Regions from separate parts of the Mus musculus genome. Here all the other regions are linked to region 3. A link is a contact called in public HiChIP or PLAC-seq and promoter capture Hi-C data. All regions are on one chromosome and are shown on one strand. The core of a region is the stretch at or near the end of the contact, and the rest is flanking DNA. Distances in the headings are between cores, read along the strand shown. Region 1 holds the start of Fance (Fanconi anemia, complementation group E). Region 2 holds the start of Tmem217 (transmembrane protein 217). Region 3 holds the start of Kctd20 (potassium channel tetramerisation domain containing 20). Region 4 holds the start of Def6 (differentially expressed in FDCP 6).

Region 1 (2,700 bases), core at 56-2,555, 640 kb after region 3:
AATATAGGAGATATATATGTGTATATATACATATACATACATACATACATATATACATATATACATACACACACACACACACACACACACACATATATATATATATATATATATATATATATATATATATATATATCCTTTATTGTGATAGGGTTTCTCTGTGTAGCCCTCGCTATCCTGGAACTCGCTCTGTATACCATGCTGGCCTCAAACTCACAAGAGATCTGTCAGTCTCTAGTTTTCTTGGCCTGTGCAGTCTTGGTTTCCAACTTGAAGCAATCCTCCTGTCTCAGCTTCCTGACCGCTGAAACCAGACCCTACACTGTATGACCTGTATTTTTGTTTTTCGAGACAGGGTTTCTCTGTATAGCCCTGGCTGTCCTGGAACTCAGAAATCCGCCTCCCTCTGCCTCCCGAGCGCTGCGATTAAAGGCATGTGCCCCCACGCCCGGCATGACCTGTATTTTTAACACAGGTGTCCACTTGACAAGAACATCTGTATTAGAGATACATTATTTGTGTTTTGGCAGAGTCTATGTTGTCCTGGGTGGTCTTGAACTTAAAGATCCTCATGCCTCTGCCTACTGGGTAGTGCTATTACCAGCGTGCACCACCACACCCCGCCTTTTATTCTTCTTAGGACAGAGTCTCACTCTGTTGCCCTGGAACTCAAGAGACATATGCTCGCCTCTGCCTCCAAATGCTGGAGTTAAAGCCATGCACCAGCAGCTCAGCAACTGGAGATGGAAGCAAAGCAAACAAACTCAGTCTGCACTTAGAATTCTGCCTGACAAAATGCGTGTCTCAGCCCAGTGCTGGCACGCGCACTTGTAATCCTGTCACCGAGGACATGGCTGCCGGAGTTCCAGGCTAACTTAGGCTAGATGGAACCCTGCCTCAACTACACAAATAAGCAGGGGGGAGGCGGCGGGGGCCACGGGCGGGGACTCACAGCTCTAGGCGGCCGTCGGGGCCCCGCACCTCGGGCTCTAAGTGGCCCAGCGCCTCCAGGAAGCCATCCCAAGGGAAGTGCTCCGCGCGGCGGCCGAGGGCGCGCAGAACCCCTAGCCCGCGCCGCGCACCCTCAGGCCCTGCCTGTAGCGCCTGAAGCAGGAGGCGGGCAGGGGCCTCCAGGCTCGCCCAGGGCGCCGCTCCGGCCGAGGCTACGGAGTCCGACCCCGGCGTCGCCAGCGCAGAGCGGACGCGGGGCGGCGGCTAGGACACGCGGGATCGGAGCGCCACTCCAGCCGCGCAAAGCTCCCGAAGCCAAGGAAAGCCGGAGCACCCTGTAGAGCCTGAAGGGGCGGGATCTAGCGATCGGGGCGGGGCCGGAAGGGACGTGATCATCGGGAGGGGGCGGGACCATCAACTAACCAGACCTGTAAGAGAGCGTCCAGGAGAGGGGCGGAGCGGGGACGGAGCGAGGGCATCAGGAAGCAACTTAACTCCCTGCATAGTACGAGAAGCCCGCGAAGGGGCGGGGCCGGTTCCTGCGTCTGGAGCCAATCTGATCCGCGCTTGATGGAGCGGCTGTACTATACTGCTGCCTAATCTTAGTCCTTCTCCACGTCTTTTTAAAATGTTTCTTTTCAAAAATTATTTTATGCCGGGCGTGGTGGCGCACGCCTTTAATCCCAGCACTCGGGAGGCAGAGGCAGGCGGATTTCTGAGTTCGAGGCCAGCCTGGTCTACAGAGTGAGTTCCAGGACAGCCAGGGCTATACAGAGAAACCCTGTCTCGAGAAAAAAAAAAAAAGCAAAAATTATTTTATGCGTATGGGTGATTTGCTTGTATATATGTAAATGCACTATGTCTAGTGCCCGCGGAGGCCAGAAGAGGGCGTGGGATGTCCTGGGACTGGAGTTAGCGGCTGTAAATTTACATGTGGGGTCCTCTGCAAGAGCAGCTAATACTCTTAACCGCTGAGCCATCATCCCTCCAACTCTGTTTCCATTTTGCCTTTTCTGTGTGTGTGTGTGTGTGTGTGTGTGTGTGTGCCTGTGTGTATATATATGTATGTGGGCCAAATGTGTGCAGGAGACCTGGAAGGTCAGAAGAGAAAATCAAAATCTTTGAAACTTGAGTTATAGGCAGTTAAGACTGCACGCGCATGCTGAGAAACCCCAGTCTTTACGAATACAATTAGCACTCTTAACCACTAAGCCATCTCTCTAGTTCCTATCCTTTTACATTTCTATTTTTACTCATGTGTATGGGGCGTATGTGTATGTGTAGCTGGGAAATATCTCTATGTGTATATAGTATGTATGTGTTCTGAACCTTAGTCCTCTGTGAGACAGCAATATGGCCTCTTAACTGATAAGACATCTCCCCAGCCACAAATTATCAAATATTTTGACCGTGACAGTTACTTTCAGGAAGAAAAAAAAAAAAAAGGAGATAAATTGAGATGCCTTATAATAGGATGACCAGGCAAAATGAACCCAATAAGGTCCAGGTCAGGGAGTCTGTAGGGAGGTTGCTACAGGAAGAGAAGAAACAGGGCAACGGCCCTGGAGCTGCAGGGTGGCTGAAGAGGAGATCAGAGAGGCTACCAGGCTTGAGGTCACACAGAGGACATTGGCTTTCTACTCTATCATGGGAACCCATGGCAGCATTTTTGAGCTGATTTTGATCTAAGCCAAACTATTTATTTCAAAAGAATTAGTTGGAAAAGGTGAGGTCTTTACTGCTTCACAA
Region 2 (2,700 bases), core at 191-2,690, 600 kb before region 3:
AAGAGGAGAGGGAGGGGGAGGGGAAGAGAAGGAGGAGAGAGAATGGGAAAGAGGGGAGAGAGAGAGGGAAAGGAGGAAGGGAAGAGTGCGAGGTCACAGGTCAAAGGACTACACCTGAACAAAAAAAGACTTAACAGGAAAATCACTAAGGATAGAACTCATGAGGGCGGTGACCAGACACAAACTCTTAACACCAAGCAGCCTGTGGCTGGCAGAAATCTTAAATTCAGTAGTGAAACACATAGGGCTTTCATTTTTCAGGACATCACCCAAAACAAACGGAACCAGTAAACCAAAAGGCAGCCTGACTGAGAGACAATTGCTCAGTGTCAACATACACTAACAAGAGAAAGAAACACTAAGGGAATAAGTTGCTTGAAAGGTCTGCTCTCCAACAAAACAAGAATAAAAGAACTTAATGCATCCACACTGAAAAATCATCACTTCTCCGGGATGCCAGAAGGAATAACTTATTCTCCACCCTGCGGCCACCCTGTAATAATTTCTCAAAAGAAAGGACCAACTCAAGACAGAGTAAGGTCAGGCTTGAGAATTCCCCCTCCCCTGTCTTGCTCATACCCCTGCAGGCCTGGCCCAGGCTCTCCTATCAGAACCCCTTTGGGAGTCCAAGGGAAGACAGGAATGTGATGATGGGCTGGGAACCAAGGCCATGGGGCCACCAACCCTCATGCAAGCAGCCACCCATGCTGTTGGAGACCCCTAAGGAGTTCTGTAGAAAGTCGGAAGCGGTCTGCAGGTGGCCCTCCACGGCTACGCTGACAATGGCAACTCGCCCAACTCCACTGCCCCTCACACTGGTCCCCTGACACCTCCCAGCTGAGGTTCCCCGCCCCCAGACCCCAGTCTGCACCCCACACCCAAGCTGGCCAGGCTCCTCTGATTGACAGCTGCTCCAGCCTGGGCTACTCCGACACCAGCCCTCCGGCCTCGGGGGTACCCCAAGACGGAGGGATTCAGGGACCAGGATCTGGAAGGCTTTGGGTCCAATCCCCACTCCCCTCAGCGTCCTGGGCTCACCTCCCCGGTAGCTTGGCGCTCCTCTTCCAGAACTGCTTGCTGTTCTCGGCGGCCATCTCTCCGGCCCGGGGGAAGGCCTGGTCGGTGGGTCACGGGGGGGCCCCGCGACAGGCCCCCGGGACCCCGCAATCTGAGGGCCAGCCCAGGCCGCTTCCCCGCCGCCGGTCACCCGCTCCCAGCTCCTGGGGGCGCCATCTTGGATGTGGGCACTCCCCCCGCCCAACACCGTTGCCATTGGTGGGCTGAGCAGGCCGGTGGGCGGATGGACCAATGAGGATCCCGGATCCTGCGGGCCGCTGAAGGCCCGCGGCAACGTCAGGGGCTGGGCACACAGGTGGGCCGGGGAGGCGGGGCTTAGATGGGCAGGAAGGCGGGGCTGAAAGTTCCTACTCCCCGGAGGCAGAGAACCAGGTACTGCGAGGAAGAAGTAGATGGGACTGTTGCCTTTGATGGGCTGAGGTTCTGGGGTTGTCTTGGTGGAGAGGGGTAAGGAGAAACCATAACATTTGTATACATTAGTCTTTAAAGGAAGGCCTCATGTAATAATGAACATTTTTTAATGTCCCTCACCTCAATGGCACCCAGGGTGGTTACCCCCCCACCCCCCCACCCCCGCCTTGTTCCCTTATGGTCCTAGTTTCGCAGAGGACAGTTCCGGCCATACCCCAGTGCGGGTAACTGTTGTATGAGTAGCAGTTGATTTATCAGACTCCCCCTTTCTTCCGCTAACTGAACTTCGTGATGTAATCCCTTCTTCGGGTCTGACTCTTTCTGGTTATGAGGATCCAGATACTGAGAAGTCATGCTTAGGAAATACTAATTTATCCTCCAAGTAGCATTTTCTCTAGGGACGTTGTTCATCCCCATGGCAACAATCAGGAAGATGAAGGATGTACCCCCAATATCCTCAACTCCTTTATTAACTGGCTATAAATCTTCCATCTATAGATTCATTTTTCAATCTAATTTTGACTCAAAATGAGATCTAATTTTAGCATGTTGTCTCCTTTGGGTGTCATGTTAATGACTACCTCTCTTTTTTGAGTGTGTTCTGGGACATTTGGGGGAAGATGGAGGGTACTTCCTTTTTCTACTCCGAAGAAATGTTTGTTCAGACAAGGAACTGTGGATATGTGCGAGCTACTGCTCAATCCATCTCTGTACTAACACCCTAGGGTTTCTAAATATTGAAAAATACATTACATTTATTCAGTGTGTGTGTGTGTGTGAGAGAGAGAGAGAGAGGAGAGAGAGAGAGAGAGAGAGAGAGAGAGAGAGAGAGAGAGAGGTCAAAGGAGAACTTCAGTTTTCTCTTCTCACCGAACTCAGGTCGTCAAGACTGGCTGTAAGCCCCTATACCCATTGAGCCATCTTGCTGGCCCAACATACTGGCAAATTCTCAAGGCTCCTTCTTTTCCCACCTAAAGAAACACCTTCTATATGTCCCTCAGTGATTTCTTTTTACATAGACATTACTCCCAGTTTTCAGGCTTCTTTTGCTTGCTAATGTTAAAAGACTAGGACTGTAGACCTGAACAGGTGGCCCAGGGGTTAAAAGCATGTGCTGCCCTTTCAGAGGACCTGAGTTCGGTTCCCAAGTACCCACAACAGGTGGCTCATAATGGCCTGAAATTCCAGATCCAAGGGATCAGACACCCTTTT
Region 3 (2,700 bases), core at 115-2,614:
AATTGATACCCACAACTAAAAGCCCATAAATACTACTGATGCTGGCACATCCCAGGGAATCAGAGACCCCCCAGGCTCCGGGCACTCCCTGGCTGATACCATGAGAAGGAAAGCAGAGAGCTGAGGTGGGAGCCAAGACCTAATGACATGCTCAAGCTCCCACGATCCTACCAACAGGCTCCTGAGAGAAACAAGGTGGGTTAGCCTGATCCACGCCATCTTTCTCCCACCCAGGCAATAACAGGATATGGATAAAAAGCCATTTCCTGCTCTCATGTAAGGGCTCCAGAAAGCACTATCCTTTCTCACACAGCCTTCCGAATCAGGGCTTCTTGACTCCCGACTGATTACGGACAGGAGAGGAGTAAGTCAACAGAAAGAAAAGGACATGAGACAGTATTTACAGTCCTCAGGCCAAGCTAATCTTGGTTTCCTAAGGTCCGGTTCCTGGCTTACCAAGGCGGCCCAAGCGGGGTGGTTGCCTGCCAGCACTAGTAGACTCAGGGGTCCACCCTAGATTTCTAGAATTAATTTCTGGGAGCCGTGCTAGCGACCTGCAAAACGCGTTTGAGAACTGCTACTTTAAGATTTTGTTTTTGTTCCTCTGGAGTGGGGTTGACGTTCTAATTCAAGGTTCGTCACAACTAATATTATTCCAACATTCTGTTTGGGAGATCATTTAAAAAGAAATCTCAAATTTCTAGGTAAACAATTGTCTATCAGCAAACAGACACCGTGAAAGAGCTTGGTTGGTCAGAGTTCCTGGCCTGTCTGTTAGTTCGTTTGCTGAATTCTCACTTAAAAGATTAGATTTACTTCTAAATAGTAAATCAGCCCAATCCAGGAATGTTCAGAAAGAATGACAAATTCCCACAAAGGGGAGGAGGTGTCCTCATGGCGCAAGCCTGACGACACTGTCTGCTATAAAAAGTTCTTATATGCAAGAAAAAAATCTCCCAGTTCTGCACTAAGCATGGGATGACAACAGAGGGGCGACAGGACCGACAGAAGATTCCAGAGGTTCTGGGAAAGCGCGACCAACCTTCCCCAGCCTGGGCTACCGGTGGCCCTGCGTGGTTGGTCGGCAGCCTCGCCCGGCTTCTCCTTTCTCCCCAGGCCGGGGAGGAGCCCGCACGGGGCCTCTCAGGCCGCAGCGTCGCGCCCGCCGCCATCATCAGCCCGCGCCATCACCTGCCCGCTCGCCCGCCCACCCTGTCACTCGGCACTCACCGGCCGCTTGCTGCCGCGCTCTCCGACACCGAGCCCCGAAGCCACCTCCAAGCTCCGGCCACCGCGCGCCCCCGCCCTGGCCGCGGATCCCCGGTTGAGTCACCCGGCCCTTCAAAACAAGAGCCCCGCCCACCGCGGGGCATGCCGGGAAGGCCGCGCGGCTCGCCCCGCCCCCGCCGCGGACTCCGCCATAGGCCGGGGCCTCGCCTGCCTGCCCGGCCGGCCGGGAACTGGGGCTCTTCGCCAGGGCGGCCCAGTAACGCGCGCCGCCGCCGCTTGCGCTCCATCACCCAAGGGGCTCAGACAGGAAAGCGAGCTGCAGGCTCGAAGGTGAAAGAGGCTGGGTCGCCCCGGAACGCGTGATGCTCACGGAAAGATGAGCCTATCGCCTTTGTGTGGCGGATGGATATGAACTGCAGCCCAAAGACAGAAAAACATCAACAACAACAAAACAAGATAAAAGAGAAAACAAAAACTTCCCCCCAACTCTTGAGTTTCACGGAACAATCTGCGATAGCAAACAAGATTCTACAGGTTTCATGTTACCTGGAAGCAAACTATTAGAAAGCTGGTTGCCTTGCTTCCTGTGAACCGCACAAGGGAACCTGAGAGGAGGAACCTGGCTCCATCTCTCAGGGTCACGGGGACTTGTGGCTTTTGTACTTAAGAAAGTTATCAGACCAGTTGATTACACCATCACAATGATTGCACAGACTTCTAGTTTTGGGTGTTTCGTTCTATTGGGGGTTTGCTTGTTTTAACCTTTATTTCCCTTCTCCCTCCTCCCTGGCTCTCCACTCTTAATACATGGGGTGTTCTTTGTTTTTTGAGACAGTCTCCTTTATCCCAGTATGGCCTTGCACCTCTGATCCGACCTTCACCATGTGAGTGATGGATAGGGTTACAGACAAGCCCTACCGTAGCCGAATTATGAAGGGCTCTGGTGTAACCCAGGGCTTCATGCACCCTAGGCCATTATTCTACCAGTTGAGCTACGTCTCCAGGTCCGAGTTCATTTTATTGAGATGTGACGCCGCAGCCCATGTTGAATTTGCTGTGTAGCCAAGGATGGCTTTGGACTCCTCATCCTCCTGTCCCTGTCTCCCAAGTGCTGACATTATTCTACTTTAAAACTGCTGCTGAGCACTAAATAAACTAATAAAACCACGCAAAAAAATATAGGGAATACCTGTGTGCACAGCATTAATCCTAGCACTTGGGAGGTAGAGGCAGGAGGATCAGGAAATCGAGGTCCCCCTTATTTGGCTTATGTTGCTTCTGGGGGGGGGAGGGGAGGAGGGGGACGGGTCTACCTTGCCCAGTTTCCCCCATACCACCTGTCACTAAGGGAAGTCAGGGAATCCAGTCAGGAAACTGGGTCTACAAAGTGAATTCCAGAACAGCCAGGGCTACACAGAGGAAACCATGTCTCAAAACAAACCAAATACGACCACCAACACAGTAATGTCA
Region 4 (2,700 bases), core at 7-2,506, 740 kb after region 3:
TAACCTTGCCTCTCTAGGGAACCAGAGGTGGTACTGGACTCTCTTTCCTGGGGCAGTAGAACCTTAGTCATTAGATGCTCAGAAAGCCAGCTCAGCTGGGTAGATGGAGCTGGCTAGAGCTTCTAAGTTCATAGGACCCAGCTTCAGCAATGTCGGAGTTGAGACAGAGGTGGGCCATGCCTGTTCTGTGCCATCTGCCTCCCAGGGTTCCTATCATGGTTGTGAACAGTGGAAATTGTAAATACCCAGATCTTGAGGGGCGAGTGGGAGGCAGACACAGCCTCCTGTGGTGCTCCAGGTAAAGTATTTACAGAGAGTGACTGGATCCCTAGCAGGGTTGAGGCTACTCTGACACTTGGCCCAACACTCCCTGGCTCCAGCAGCCTAGACTTCTGCTGGTTTCTCCTACATTCTCCCCTGGGAAGAAGACACCTACCCAGGAAGGAGAGAGCTCCTTCCGCTCCTTGGAACTGTCCAGGCCTAATGGTTTTAAGATGATGGGGGTGAGTAGAGTGTGTGTGTGTGTGTGTGTGTGTGTGTGTGTGGTCACGGAAGAGGTTTTCTCAGACCCGGCTTCCCCGACACCCTCAGCCCGAGGTCTTATAAGATAAATCTCCCAACCTGTTCTGTTCCTGCGCTGATAGGTGGCCCACATTACCGCTTGCTTCAAGTCGCCAGCTTGCTTTGCAAATGGAGGAGGCTCTCAGAGCCAAGGGCAAGCACTAACTGTTTTTCTTCAAAGCCATGAGGAAGCCACAGGGAGGAGCAGGGTACGTGCCCAAGCATGACGCTGGGGAACCCACAAGGAGCCCGGGAAGGGGCCTGGCTACTCAATCTCGGAACCTCGTGATGCCACCTCTACTGTCTGTCCAGTCAGGGTACTTGGTTCTAGACAGTGGCTTCTGGTGGCATGAGCCCTCTGGGGAGCATCCACTGAGCTACGCTGCCTTTGTGGCCCCGTCAGCGCTCCACCCGGGGCCAGGGCTGCTGGATGGCAAGGTGTCTGCCAGTAGCAAAGGCTTCCGTGGCTGACTCTCTGGGGTGGGAGCTGGCACGTTGAGTCAGCCTCCCCTGAGCCCCAAGGATGCCACTCACCTTGAGTTGGGACTTGGAGACCTTGCCGCTCTTCTCCACGTCCAGTGCAGTGAAGGCGTACCAGATAGACTTGAGCAGCTCCTTGCGCAGGGCCATGGCTGAGGCGCCCGCCCCGGCCCAGGGGCGGCTCTGACACCAAGATCCGGTTTCAGGAAATGCAAACGGCTGCAGACCGCAGAGAGGCCCTGGTGCAGAGCGGAGCGAGAGCTCCACCTGCCTGTTCCCTCTTGCTTCCAGGGCCTAGCCAGCTGCTCTCGCCACGCTCTGCTTCCAGGGCTGACCCTCCCAGAGCTGGAGCCCTCCTTTGGGCCCTGGCTCCCTCAGCACAGATAGTCACTTTAGAAGCCTGCTTGCCTCAGGATCTTCCCAGGCTCCCAGTGGTAGCTCTAGAGAGAGGAAGCAGGCCCTTCCAGACTTGGAGGGACACAGGATCAGGAGTCAAGCTTACCAAGTGGAAGCGATTGGATGAGTTAGCCCCAACAGTCTACTCTTAGTACGTTCCTACCTCACAGAGCTGTGTGGGTGCCTGAGACTGGACAGAAAGAAAACTGTAGGCCCTGTAGGCCCGGGACAGGATATTTCTTTAGAGCCACCCAGCAGAAGCTCAGTGCAGAGTTCTACCCAAGCAAAAGCAACCCAGCGGAGGAAGGACAGAGCCAGCTGCTTCTCCGCTTCTCCACGACAGGGTGCCTTGGCAGTTTGGTTTGCTGTTTCCCCCTCCCCGGGCCTTGGCTCTAAAAGAAACTTCAGAATACTGCCCACTTTGTACTTGATGGCTTTCAAGACACCAGAGCCTGTATTTAGGCACACAGGGTGACCTTGACAGTGGGGCTCACGTCAGAAATCCAGTCAGGGGCAGGGCAGGCCATGGGCAGAGCCCTCTTCAGCAGCCTCCACTTCTTCAGATGCAATGCCCACACAGATCATGGTGGCCATTAAATTTCAATGAAGTCAGTGGAAGCTAATTCTGGAGTTGTGCTCCACCCATCCACCTACTCACTCACAGGGGCATATACCCAGCCCCTCCACTTGCTCCTCACTTGGAGTTCTAAAACCTTGGGATGAGTTTGAGACCACCTAGGCTATGAAGAACAGTTCTGTCTCAAAAACAAACTATAAAAAAGCCCAGAAGGGGGGAGGGAGGAAGGGAGGGGAGAGAGAGAGAGGAAGAGAGAGAGAGAGAGGAAGAAGGAGGAGGAGGAGGAAGAGGAGGAAGAAGAAGAGGAGGAGAGGGGGAAGAGGAAGAGAGGAGGAGGAAGAGGAGGAGGAAGAAGAGGAGGAGGAGAGGAAGAGGAGGAGGAGGAGAGAAAAGATCCCAGCTGAGCAACAGCAAATGAGGGCTTCCTTAGGTGTCCCAGGAGAGGATAATCTTATGCACTTGGTCCCTGATTTCCTGGCTCTGTCAGCAGGAAGGGGCTGGGGGCTCATGAGAGCATCATACAGAGAGATGACGAGGAGGGAGGGAGAGGCTCCCACAGTTCCCACAGTGTTCCTACACAGCTGTGGGTAGCATTATAGCTGCTCTTCATGAGGTGCCAGAACCTGTCCAGCTGTGGCTGCTCTGGCCTTCTGACGTTCTTTTTGGGGGTTCTTTAGCGGGGTCCC

What was found. Promoter capture Hi-C pulls out the DNA fragments that hold promoters and counts their contacts. HiChIP or PLAC-seq counts read pairs in DNA pulled down with a chosen protein or histone mark. Capture Hi-C pulls out chosen DNA fragments and counts their contacts.
Region 1: an HNF4G HiChIP or PLAC-seq map of pancreatic cancer cells shows a contact between it and region 3. The contact joins the promoter of Fance here to the promoter of Kctd20 in region 3.
Region 2: a promoter capture Hi-C map of pre-B cells shows a contact between it and region 3, with 4 times the contacts expected there. The contact joins the promoter of Tmem217 here to the promoter of Kctd20 in region 3. A contact is called at or near these places in 4 of 39 promoter capture datasets (cranial neural crest, frontonasal cranial neural crest, liver and 1 more), 6 of 115 datasets of contacts at active chromatin or transcription factors (craniofacial prominence, embryonic stem cells, epiblast stem cells and 3 more) and 2 of 9 other capture datasets (adipose tissue and liver).
Region 4: a contact with region 3 is called in a promoter capture Hi-C map of adipose tissue. The contact joins the promoter of Def6 here to the promoter of Kctd20 in region 3. A contact is called at or near these places in 1 of 39 promoter capture datasets (hippocampal neurons), 1 of 115 datasets of contacts at active chromatin or transcription factors (memory CD8 T cells) and 1 of 9 other capture datasets (adipose tissue).

The regions. Positions count from the first base shown.
Region 1 is chr17:28,312,135-28,314,834 of GRCm38.p6, reverse strand. Fance (Fanconi anemia, complementation group E) reads right to left here and starts at 1,305. Exons shown (of 10, transcript NM_001163819.1): 1 at 953-1,305. The coding sequence starts at 1,191.
Region 2 is chr17:29,548,333-29,551,032 of GRCm38.p6, reverse strand. It overlaps Tmem217 (transmembrane protein 217), which reads left to right and starts at 1,440. Exons shown (of 3, transcript NM_001162901.1): 1 at 1,440-1,524. Tbc1d22b (TBC1 domain family, member 22B) reads right to left here and starts at 1,231. Exons shown (of 13, transcript NM_198647.1): 1 at 1,039-1,231. The coding sequence starts at 1,094.
Region 3 is chr17:28,951,100-28,953,799 of GRCm38.p6, reverse strand. It overlaps Kctd20 (potassium channel tetramerisation domain containing 20), which reads right to left and starts at 1,364. Exons shown (of 8, transcript NM_001356300.1): 1 at 1,231-1,364.
Region 4 is chr17:28,206,334-28,209,033 of GRCm38.p6, reverse strand. It overlaps Def6 (differentially expressed in FDCP 6), which reads right to left and starts at 1,256. Exons shown (of 11, transcript NM_027185.3): 1 at 1,096-1,256. The coding sequence starts at 1,191.